Linked DNA regions of Sus scrofa: region 2 is linked to region 1. Evidence: chromatin contacts called from public HiChIP or PLAC-seq data. All regions are on one chromosome and are shown on one strand. The core of a region is the stretch at or near the end of the contact, and the rest is flanking DNA. Distances in the headings are between cores, read along the strand shown. Region 1 has its middle 28 kb from the start of L3MBTL2. Region 2 overlaps EP300 (histone acetyltransferase p300).

The links. HiChIP or PLAC-seq counts read pairs in DNA pulled down with a chosen protein or histone mark.
Region 2: an H3K27ac HiChIP or PLAC-seq map of alveolar macrophages shows a contact between it and region 1. The contact joins two enhancer-like sites. A contact is called at or near these places in 1 of 47 Hi-C or Micro-C datasets (liver) and 1 of 2 datasets of contacts at active chromatin or transcription factors (alveolar macrophages).

Annotation. Positions count from the first base shown.
Region 1 is chr5:7,303,648-7,308,272 of Sscrofa11.1, forward strand. No RefSeq gene overlaps it. Among named protein-coding and RNA genes, the nearest start is that of L3MBTL2, 28 kb to the left of the region's middle. Within about 2 kb of position 3,089, at least 8 of the 83 cell types and tissues checked have an H3K27ac peak or open chromatin away from gene starts, as enhancers often do. A contact at or near this core is called in alveolar macrophages, where this site is marked.
Region 2 is chr5:7,377,195-7,381,454 of Sscrofa11.1, forward strand. The region is part of intron 1 of EP300 (histone acetyltransferase p300); the gene reads right to left. Among named protein-coding and RNA genes, the nearest start is that of EP300, 15 kb to the right of the region's middle. Within about 2 kb of position 2,442, at least 1 of the 83 cell types and tissues checked has an H3K27ac peak or open chromatin away from gene starts, as enhancers often do. A contact at or near this core is called in alveolar macrophages, where this site is marked.

The sequences.
Region 1 (4,625 bases), core at 1,839-4,338:
CAACACGGGATCCGAGCCACGTCTGCAACCTGCACCACAGCTCACAGCAACGCTGGATCCTTAACCCACTGAGCAAGGGCAGGGACCGAACCCGCAACCTCATGGTTCCTAGTCGGATTTGTTAACCACTGAGCTATGATGGGAACTCCTCACTTTTTTTTTTTTTTTTTTGGTCTTTTTGCCATTTCTTGGGCTGCTCCTGTGGCATATGGAGGTTCCCAGGCTAGGGGTCGAATCAGAGCTGTAGCTGCCAGCCTACACCAGAGCCACAGCAATGTGGGATCTGAGCTGTGTCTGTGACCTACACCACAGCTCACAGCAATGCCGGATCCTTAACCCACTGAGCAAGGCCAGGGGTGGAACCCGCAACCTCATGGTTCCTAGTCAGATTCGTTAACCACTGAGACACAACGGGAACTCCTTTTTTTTTTTTTTTTAAGTAACTAAGTAAGCTTTATTCTTGGTATGACAATAATCATCAGAAAACCTGTTAATGTAACACATTATGTTATCAGGTAAAAAGAGAACCATTTGGTCTGTTCTATAGGTACAAAATTATTCAGTTTATTCAATACTTATTTATGATTAGAATTCTAAGAAAATTAGGAAAATAGGGGATCTTACTTCACCTCATAGATGCTGTCTTTAAAAACTCACAGTGAACTTAATATCTAATGGTAAATCTTTAGAAATGTCTCCATCAATGTTAGGAACAAGGCAATGATGTCCACTTTCTGGATTCTGTTAACATTGTGCTGGAGTTATAACCAATGCAATAAAATAAGAAAAAGAAAATAGGAAATGAGAACTGAAAAGAGGAAATAAAGCTATGTTATTTCTAGGCGGTGCTATTGCTGTGCCACATTTTTGATTGCACATATAAGTGATAGCATATCATATTTGTCTTTCTCCTTCTGACTTCCTTCATTTACTTTTAATCTTTAATTGTGAATCTTTTATTTTTTAGTTTTAATTTTCTGGCTGCACCCTAAGCATATGGAAGTTCCTGGGCCAGGGATTGAATCCAGGCCATAGCTGCAGCAACACTGGATCCTTTAACTCACTGAGCTGTGCTGGGTATCAAACCCATGCCTCTACAGACACCTGAGCTGCTGCAGTCTGATGCTTAACCCACTGTGCCCTGGTGGGAACTCTAATTGTGAATTTTTATAAAGCTTCTCAGGAGTTCCTGTCATGGCTCAGAGGTAAAGAACCTGACTAGTATCCCTGAGGACACAGGTTCTATCCCTGGTTTCACTCAGTGGGTTAAAGGATCCAGTGTTGCCATGAGCTGCGGTGTAGGCTGGCAGCTGCAGCTCTGATTTGACCCCAGCCTGGGAACCTCCATATGCTGTGGATATGGCCCTGAAAAGCAAAAAAAAAAAAAAAAAAAAAAAAAGCTTATATTTCTTTGGGGATGAGATAGGGATACAATTTTTTTATGCCTTTTTTTAGGTCTGCATGTGCGGCCTATGGAAGTTTCCAGGCTAGGGATTGAATTGGAGCTACAGCTGCTGGCCTATGCCACAGACACAGCAATGCAGTATCCAAGCCAAGTCTGCAACTTACACCATAGCTCTCACAGCAACACCAGATCCTTAAACCACTGAGTGACGCCAGGGATTGAACCTGAAACAACATGGATATTAGTTGGATTCGTTTCCACTGCACCACAATGGGAACTCCCAGGTACAAATTTTATTTTATTTTATTTATTTTTGTTATCTTTTCTAGGGCCACCCCCGAGGCATATGAAGTTCCCAGGCTAAGGGTCTAACTGGAGCTGTAGCTGCTGGCCTACACCAGAGCCACAGCAATGCGGGATCCAAGCCGCATCCTCGACCTGCACCACAGCTCATGGCAATGCTGGATCCTTGGTCCACTGAGCAAGGCCAGGAATTGAACCTGCAACCTCATGGTTCCTAGTTGGATTCGTTAACCACTGTGCCATGCCGGGAACTCCCCTGGTACAAATTTTAAAATAAACATACGACATGGCATTTGCCCTCCTGCTGATAGGATGTCATTATAGATGCTCTGGTGACATCCTCTAATGGGGCTGTTGCCTCTGTGTTCATCTTGCACATGGCTTTGACTCCAGCCCCCTTCCTCAGTTCCATTTGCATTGTGTCCTTGTCCCATCCATTCTGATTTCTCTGCCCTGTGTGTGTCCACCAGCCTGGGAATGGTGTGTAAGCCCCAGTTCAGGTTCACTTTGCATTAAAATGGCTTTGGCAAGGGAGTTCCCACTATAGTTCAGCAGTAACGAACCCAAGTAGTATCCATGAGGATGTGGCTTGGATCTGGCGTTGCTGTGGCTCTGGTGCAGGCCGATGGCTGCAGCTCCGATTCAGCTACTAGCCTGGGAACCTCCATGTGCCGCAGGTGCAGCCCTAAAACCGAAAACGGAAAAAACACGGCTTTGGCTTTGACATCCTCACAGTGCGCTTAGCTCGCTCGCTCTCTCCACCCCCTGCTCAGCCCCTCTTTCTGGTGCTTGGACTTCTTTCCCTCCTCTCGGCAGGGCATCCCCGGAGCATGGTTCCTTCCTGTCCCTTCCACAGTGTTCTTATCCCTTGCGAACTGCTATACTGGACTCCAAAGATAGCTAAGCTGTAATTTGTAAGCAGGTGCATTGTGGGCACAGCCTTCTGTCCTGCCCCACGTGCTGCGCCCTCCGCTTCTGCTCCCGCCGCGGGACACGTCTGTACCAAGTCAGGCTGTTCTTCCCGCTGCCTGAACTCTGTTCTAGTTCCTGTTCCTCTTCTCCCTCGTGGTCTTCCCTCTTCATTCCGCGTCTCTTGGAGCAGAGCGAATTCACACTCCTGACCTGAGTTTTCCCCAAAGGGAACTCTAGTGGATCTGTGTATTCATTTGCTAACTTTGCCCACAGAGACACAGATCAAAACATTATCCACGCTCAATCCAGGCAATGTGTGTGTCTTAGAGTCCCTTGTCACATGCGTTATGCAGTCTGGGCGTCTGCCAAACTGTCGATGCCAGTGGAGCCAGGCCCTGCCCAGCGAGGACCCTCCCGAGGCAGCTGGACACGCCCACCAGCTACCACCAGCTCCGCGGCTTCCAACAGCCCTGCTGTCCTGGACCTCGCGCCAAAGGAGAAGCCAGCGGGCCTCTTATTAGACACTGTGTCCTCTACTCTGAGAGGTAAGCGGCCTGCTCCAGATGAGGGCACTGTGGCACAGATGGATTTGTGTAATTCTTTTATGGAACTCTCTTTTTGTCTTTTTATCGTTTTGGGGCCACTCCCGCGGCATAGGAGGTTCCCAGGCTAGGGGTCGAATTGGAGCTCCAGCTGCCGGCCTCCGCCACAGCTCATGGCAACACTGGATCCTTAACCCACTGAGCGAGGCTGGGGAGTGAACCCGGAAGCTCAGTGTTCCTAGTCAGATTCGTTTCCACTGTGCCATGACGGGAACTCCTGGGCACCTTCTTGAATCTTCTTGCATCTCAGTTTTCTCATGTGTGAAACTGAATTCACCGTAGCACGCACTTTGCTGGGGTTTTGTGAGCATTAGACGAGGTGCTGACATTTAGAGCTCAGCCGTGCCTGGCCAGTAGCAAGTTCTCAAGAACTTTTGGCTTTAATTGTCACTGACCAAAATCACACAGCCAGTGGGCAGTGGAACCAGGACTTAAACCAGGGAGGAAGTTCCCTTGTGGTGCAGTGGGTTAAGGATCCACCATTGCTGCAACTGAGGTGCAGGTTTAATCTCTGGCCCACATGCTGTGGGTACAGCCAAAAAACCAAACAAAAACAAAAACCCAAAACCTAAACACCAGTCCACAGGGTTGAAACAATAAACAGGAAAATCGGAGTTCCCATCGTGGCTCAGTGCGGTTAATGAAGCCAACTAGGAACCATGAGGTTGCGGGTTCGATCCCTGGCCTTGCTCAGTGGGTTAAGGATCCGGCATTGCCGTGAGCTGTGGTGTAGGTTGCAGACGCGGCTCGGATCCTGAGTTGCTGTGGCTCTGGCGTAGGCTGGTGGCTACAGATCCGATTCGACCCCTAACCTGGCAACCTCCATATGCCGTGGGAGCGGCCCAAGAAATGGCAGAAAAACAAAACAAAACAAAACAAAACAAAACAAAACAAACCAGGAAAATCTATCAGAGTAAAGGGTTCTAGGAAGCATTAAATGGCAGCGTCTAGACGGCAGTGGTGTGGCTTCTTCAGCTAGAGGTGGAGGACTTCTTTGAGGAGGTGACACTGTGGCTGAGAGCTGCAGGATCAGAAGGAGCTCATCAGATTGGTTAGGGCCAGGGCAGGGCCAGCAGAGCACGTGGGCCTTGAGGTGAAATGAGTGCTGGGCTCGGGCCCAGGATGCAGGGGACCTGTGTGACCAGAGCCCAAGCATGGAGTGAGCTAAAAGATAATTGCCATAGTAACATCAAAGATCACAGGTCACGGAAGCAAATATAATGAGTTCCCTGGTGGCTCAGCTGGTTAGGGATCCAGCATTGTCATTGCTTTGGCTCTGGTTACTGTTGTGGTGTGGATTCGATCCCTGGCCTGGGAACTTCTGCCTGCCTACCATGTGTAGCCCAAAAATAATCACAACGAAAAACCTTGAAGTATTGGGAGAATGACCAAAATGTGACACA
Region 2 (4,260 bases), core at 1,192-3,691, 73 kb after region 1:
CCTCATTTACCAATTACTTTCCTATGAGCTCATGTTGCTTCTTCTATCAAAAGGCAGTAAAATTTGAAGTTCTGGAAATTCCCATTGTGGTGCAAAAGAAAGGAATCCTACTAGTACCCATTCATGAGGATGCAGGTTTGATCCCTGGCCTCATTCAGTAGGTTAAGGATCCAGTGTTGCTGTGAGCCGTGGTGTTGTTACAGATGCAGCTCAGATCCTGAGTTGCTGGCAGCTGTGATTTGATCCCTGGCCTGGGAACTTCTATATGCTGTGGGTTTGACTCAAAGAGTTCCCTGGGGACTCAGTGGGTTCAATACCTGGCTGGGAATTTTTTTTGCATGTTGCAGGTGAGGGGGAAAAAAAAAAGGCAGTAAAACTTACTCTACCTCCTTCATGGAGTTAAGAACCAATGAGATGGTCCTTAATTTTTTATTTTTTATTCTTTTTGCTTTTTAGGGCTGTACCCATGGCATATGGAGTTTCCCGGGCTAGGGGTCCAACTGGAGCTACAGCTGTCAGCCTACACCACAGCCACAGCAATAGCAAGGCCAGAACCAAGCCATGCCTGAGACCTACACCACAGCTCACGGCAATACCAGATCTCTAACACACTGAGCAAGGCCAGGGATCGAACCCACAACCTCATGTTTCAGATTCGTTTCTACTACACCACAACAGGAACGCCATTTCTTAATATTTTAAAAGATAGTTCTAAATCATATAAATGTGTGTGTCTATATATATATGTGTAAACTTATTAATCCTCTTTAAAAGTTACATTCCAGGTGGGACAGAGCAAAGGATCCTTCGGGATCTTCTAGTAGTGTTTACTTAGAAACACAGACAAAAAAAGCAGAACCATATTGGGTGCAAAGGAATTGGGAGAATGAAGATTCATTTTCCTCAGGCCTCTTAAAACACTGCCCCTCCCAAGGATGGCCCAAGTTTAGAAATTACCGATTCTCTCACTTTATAGATGCAGAAACTTGTGCATAACTGGGTTCCCTAAGATCGTACTACTGCCTATTGAATACAGACTGTTAAGTTTCCTAAATCCCAGGTGAATGTTCTATGTAAGCAATAAGCAAAGAGCTTCATTTTTAGCAGTTGTTTTAATTATTGAAATTATGAGAACTAAACCTTTCTACATACTTTTAAACTGAGAAAACAATTTTTTTTTTTTTTTTTTTTGGTCTTTTTAGCTATTTCTTGGGCTGCTCCCGCGGCATATGGAGGCTCCCAGGCTAGGGGTCGAATAGGAGCTGCAGCCATCAGCCTACGCCAGAGCCACAGCAACACGGGATCTGAGCCGCATCTGCAACCTACACCACAGCTCACGGCAACGCCGGATCCTTAACCCACTGAGCAAGGCCAGGGACCGAACCCGCAACCTCATGGTTCCTAGTCGGATTCGTTAACCACTGAGCCTCAACAGGAACTCCCTGAGAAAACAATTTTTAAACAAAATTTAAACATTTCCAGATTAAGAAAAATTACTCAAATTGTAAATAGTCAATTCTATACTAGTAAAGAGTACTAAAGCTCAAAATACGTGGATTTTATTTTAACCATCAAATTTCCAATGATGGAGTTCCTGTTACGGCTCAGCGGTAACAAACCCGCACGAGGGTGCAGTCTGATCATGGCCCCACTCAGTGGGTTAGGAATCCAGCAATGCCCCAAGCTGTGGTGTAGGTCGCAGACGAGGTTCAGAACCCAAGTTGCTGTGGCTGTGGCACAGGTTGGCAGCTCCAGCTCCAATTCAACCCCCTAGCCTGGGAACTTTGATAAGCTGCCATGTACAGCTCTTAAAAAAAAAAAAAAAAAAAAAAAAAAAAAAATCCCATCAGGTCCTTCTGCAAGGGACTTTTTAGAAATAACCTGGCTGCAAACTCATGAGCAGAATATTGGAAAAAGGCTACCAAAAATAAGAACTTATACCTTTAACCAGTTTGTCATCAATACCAAATAAAACTCAATGGTCTGGAGTCCCTGGCATGGCTCAGTGGTAACAAACCCAACTAGTGTCCAAGAAGATGTGGGTTTGATCCCTGGCCTCGCTCAGTCGGTTAAAGATCTGGTGTTGCCATGAGCTGTGGTGTAGATCGCAGACATAGCTCGAATCCCACGTTGCTGTGGCTGTGGTGTGGGCTGGCAGCTGCAGCTCCTGATTCAACTCCTAGACTGGGAACCTCCATATGCAGCGGGTGCAGCCCTAAAAAGCAAAAACAAAACCAAAACAAAATAAAAAAACCCCACTGATGGGCTAAAACTAGTGGAAAAGCAGTATGTATGAAGATGCAAGGGAAAAGTAATTGGAAATTTAAATGTCATAATTTATTAGAGTAGGTTTTTGTTTTTTTGGCCACACCCATGGCATACAGAAGTTTCTGGGTCAGGGATGATTCCTCCGAGCTACAACTGCAACTTTTACCACAGCTGTGGCAAGTCTGTACCCTTAATCCACAGCACCTCAGTGGGGACTCCTGACAGCGGGTTTTAGTACTGACCAGCTTCAATCGATGCCTAAGATCCTCAGGCTCTTCCTTTTCCTTCAATGAAAGGGAAAAAATTAAAGTTGAAATAAATCATCTCGGGCTTGCTCTTCATAGAGAATTCAGATCAGTGAATAAAATTTATATGGTCAACAAATATAAGAGGCAACCTAGAGGGTTCTATGACATACTAGCTTGGGATTTTTACTATAGAGAGAAAACTGATCTACTGAAGAATACTAAGCAGAAACTTATATAAACAAATCTGCATTTATTAGAGCCCACTGAGGCAAATAAGATGAAGAATCAATTGGACAGACAAGTCTAGAATCAGGGAGAGTGGTAAGGAGGCTGCCGCTAAAGAGCCAGAGGCACCAGAGAGGCCAATCAAAAGATCTGACTATATGTAGGGGATTAGGAAGAGAAAGAGAAGAATGACGCCTAAATTTCAGGCTTGCATAACCTAAGAGTATAGTTATCCAGATGGGCAATCAGCAGAACACCTGGCAACATGAGAGAGAAATGAGGAGCTTAAGTCGCCATTGGACATTAAGGGGACAACCAGACATGCCAGTATTTAAGGGACAATGATCTTAACCAGCAAAGAATGCTAAAACTCAACACTGCCCAGCACATCCACCAAGAATACTGTCCTGGAACACCAGGTTCCAAGAAAGAAAGGTCAGTGGGGTTCCATGCTCTAGAGAGAATTCAATGAATACAGATAATAGACGGTATTTAGTAATCTAGGTAGTTCAGCCAAGTTGTAAAAAGCAAAGCTAGACTACAGTGGATTGAGAAGTAGGGGGTAAGAAAGTAAATGACAGCAAGTACTTTTTCTAGATATTAAGGTGAGATCTTACATATCTAATTTGCTGCTAAACCCCACCCTTTCTTTGATTAGAAATTTACATATCTGAAATTTACCCCATTATCTTTAAATTACCCAATGACAAATACTGCAGTACAGTTACCACAAACAGCTTTCAATGAATGAACTCACACTAACTTCAGAAAGACATTTCCAGTGTACTTTCTAAAATATCAACCAATCAACATCATCAACAGACTACTTTTACCAGTTTACTGACAAGTTTCCAGATGCTCAAATGCAAAATGACTGAGCAAAATGTTTCTTCATCTGAGTGTATATTCGATCCAAAGACACAAAATGTGACTGACAGGGCAGATTTAAATCTGATTTGAAAAGTTTAGCATAATACACTTACCCAATAGACCATGTTTTAGAAATGCGACAATCTAAGCAAAAACAAATTTGGCTTAAACATGGGAAACTAGTGTTGAGTCAAAACATCCTTTCATTATTATTACATACTGATTCTGTAGGTCCCCCTTGATGTGTTCTACATTGCTGTGGTCCTTACAACAGATTCAGACATATAACCTCTTGTAAAATATTCTGCTCACTTAGGTTTCCAAAAATCAAAAGATAAATTCCATGATACGTGAGAAATTAGACACCTTTTTTTTTTTTTTTTGGTCTTTTTGCCATTTCTTGGGCCGCTCCGGCGGCATATGGAGGTTCCCAGGCTAGGGGTCTAATCGGAGCTGTAACTGCCAGCCTACGCCAGAGCCACAGCAACGTGGGATCCGAGCCATGTCTGCGACCTATACCACAGCTCTTGCCAACACCGGATCCTTAACCCACTGAGCAAGGCCAGGGATTGAACCCGCAACCTCATGGTTCCTAGTCGGATTCATTAACCACTGAGCCACAGTGGGAACTCCGAGAAATTAGACAAAT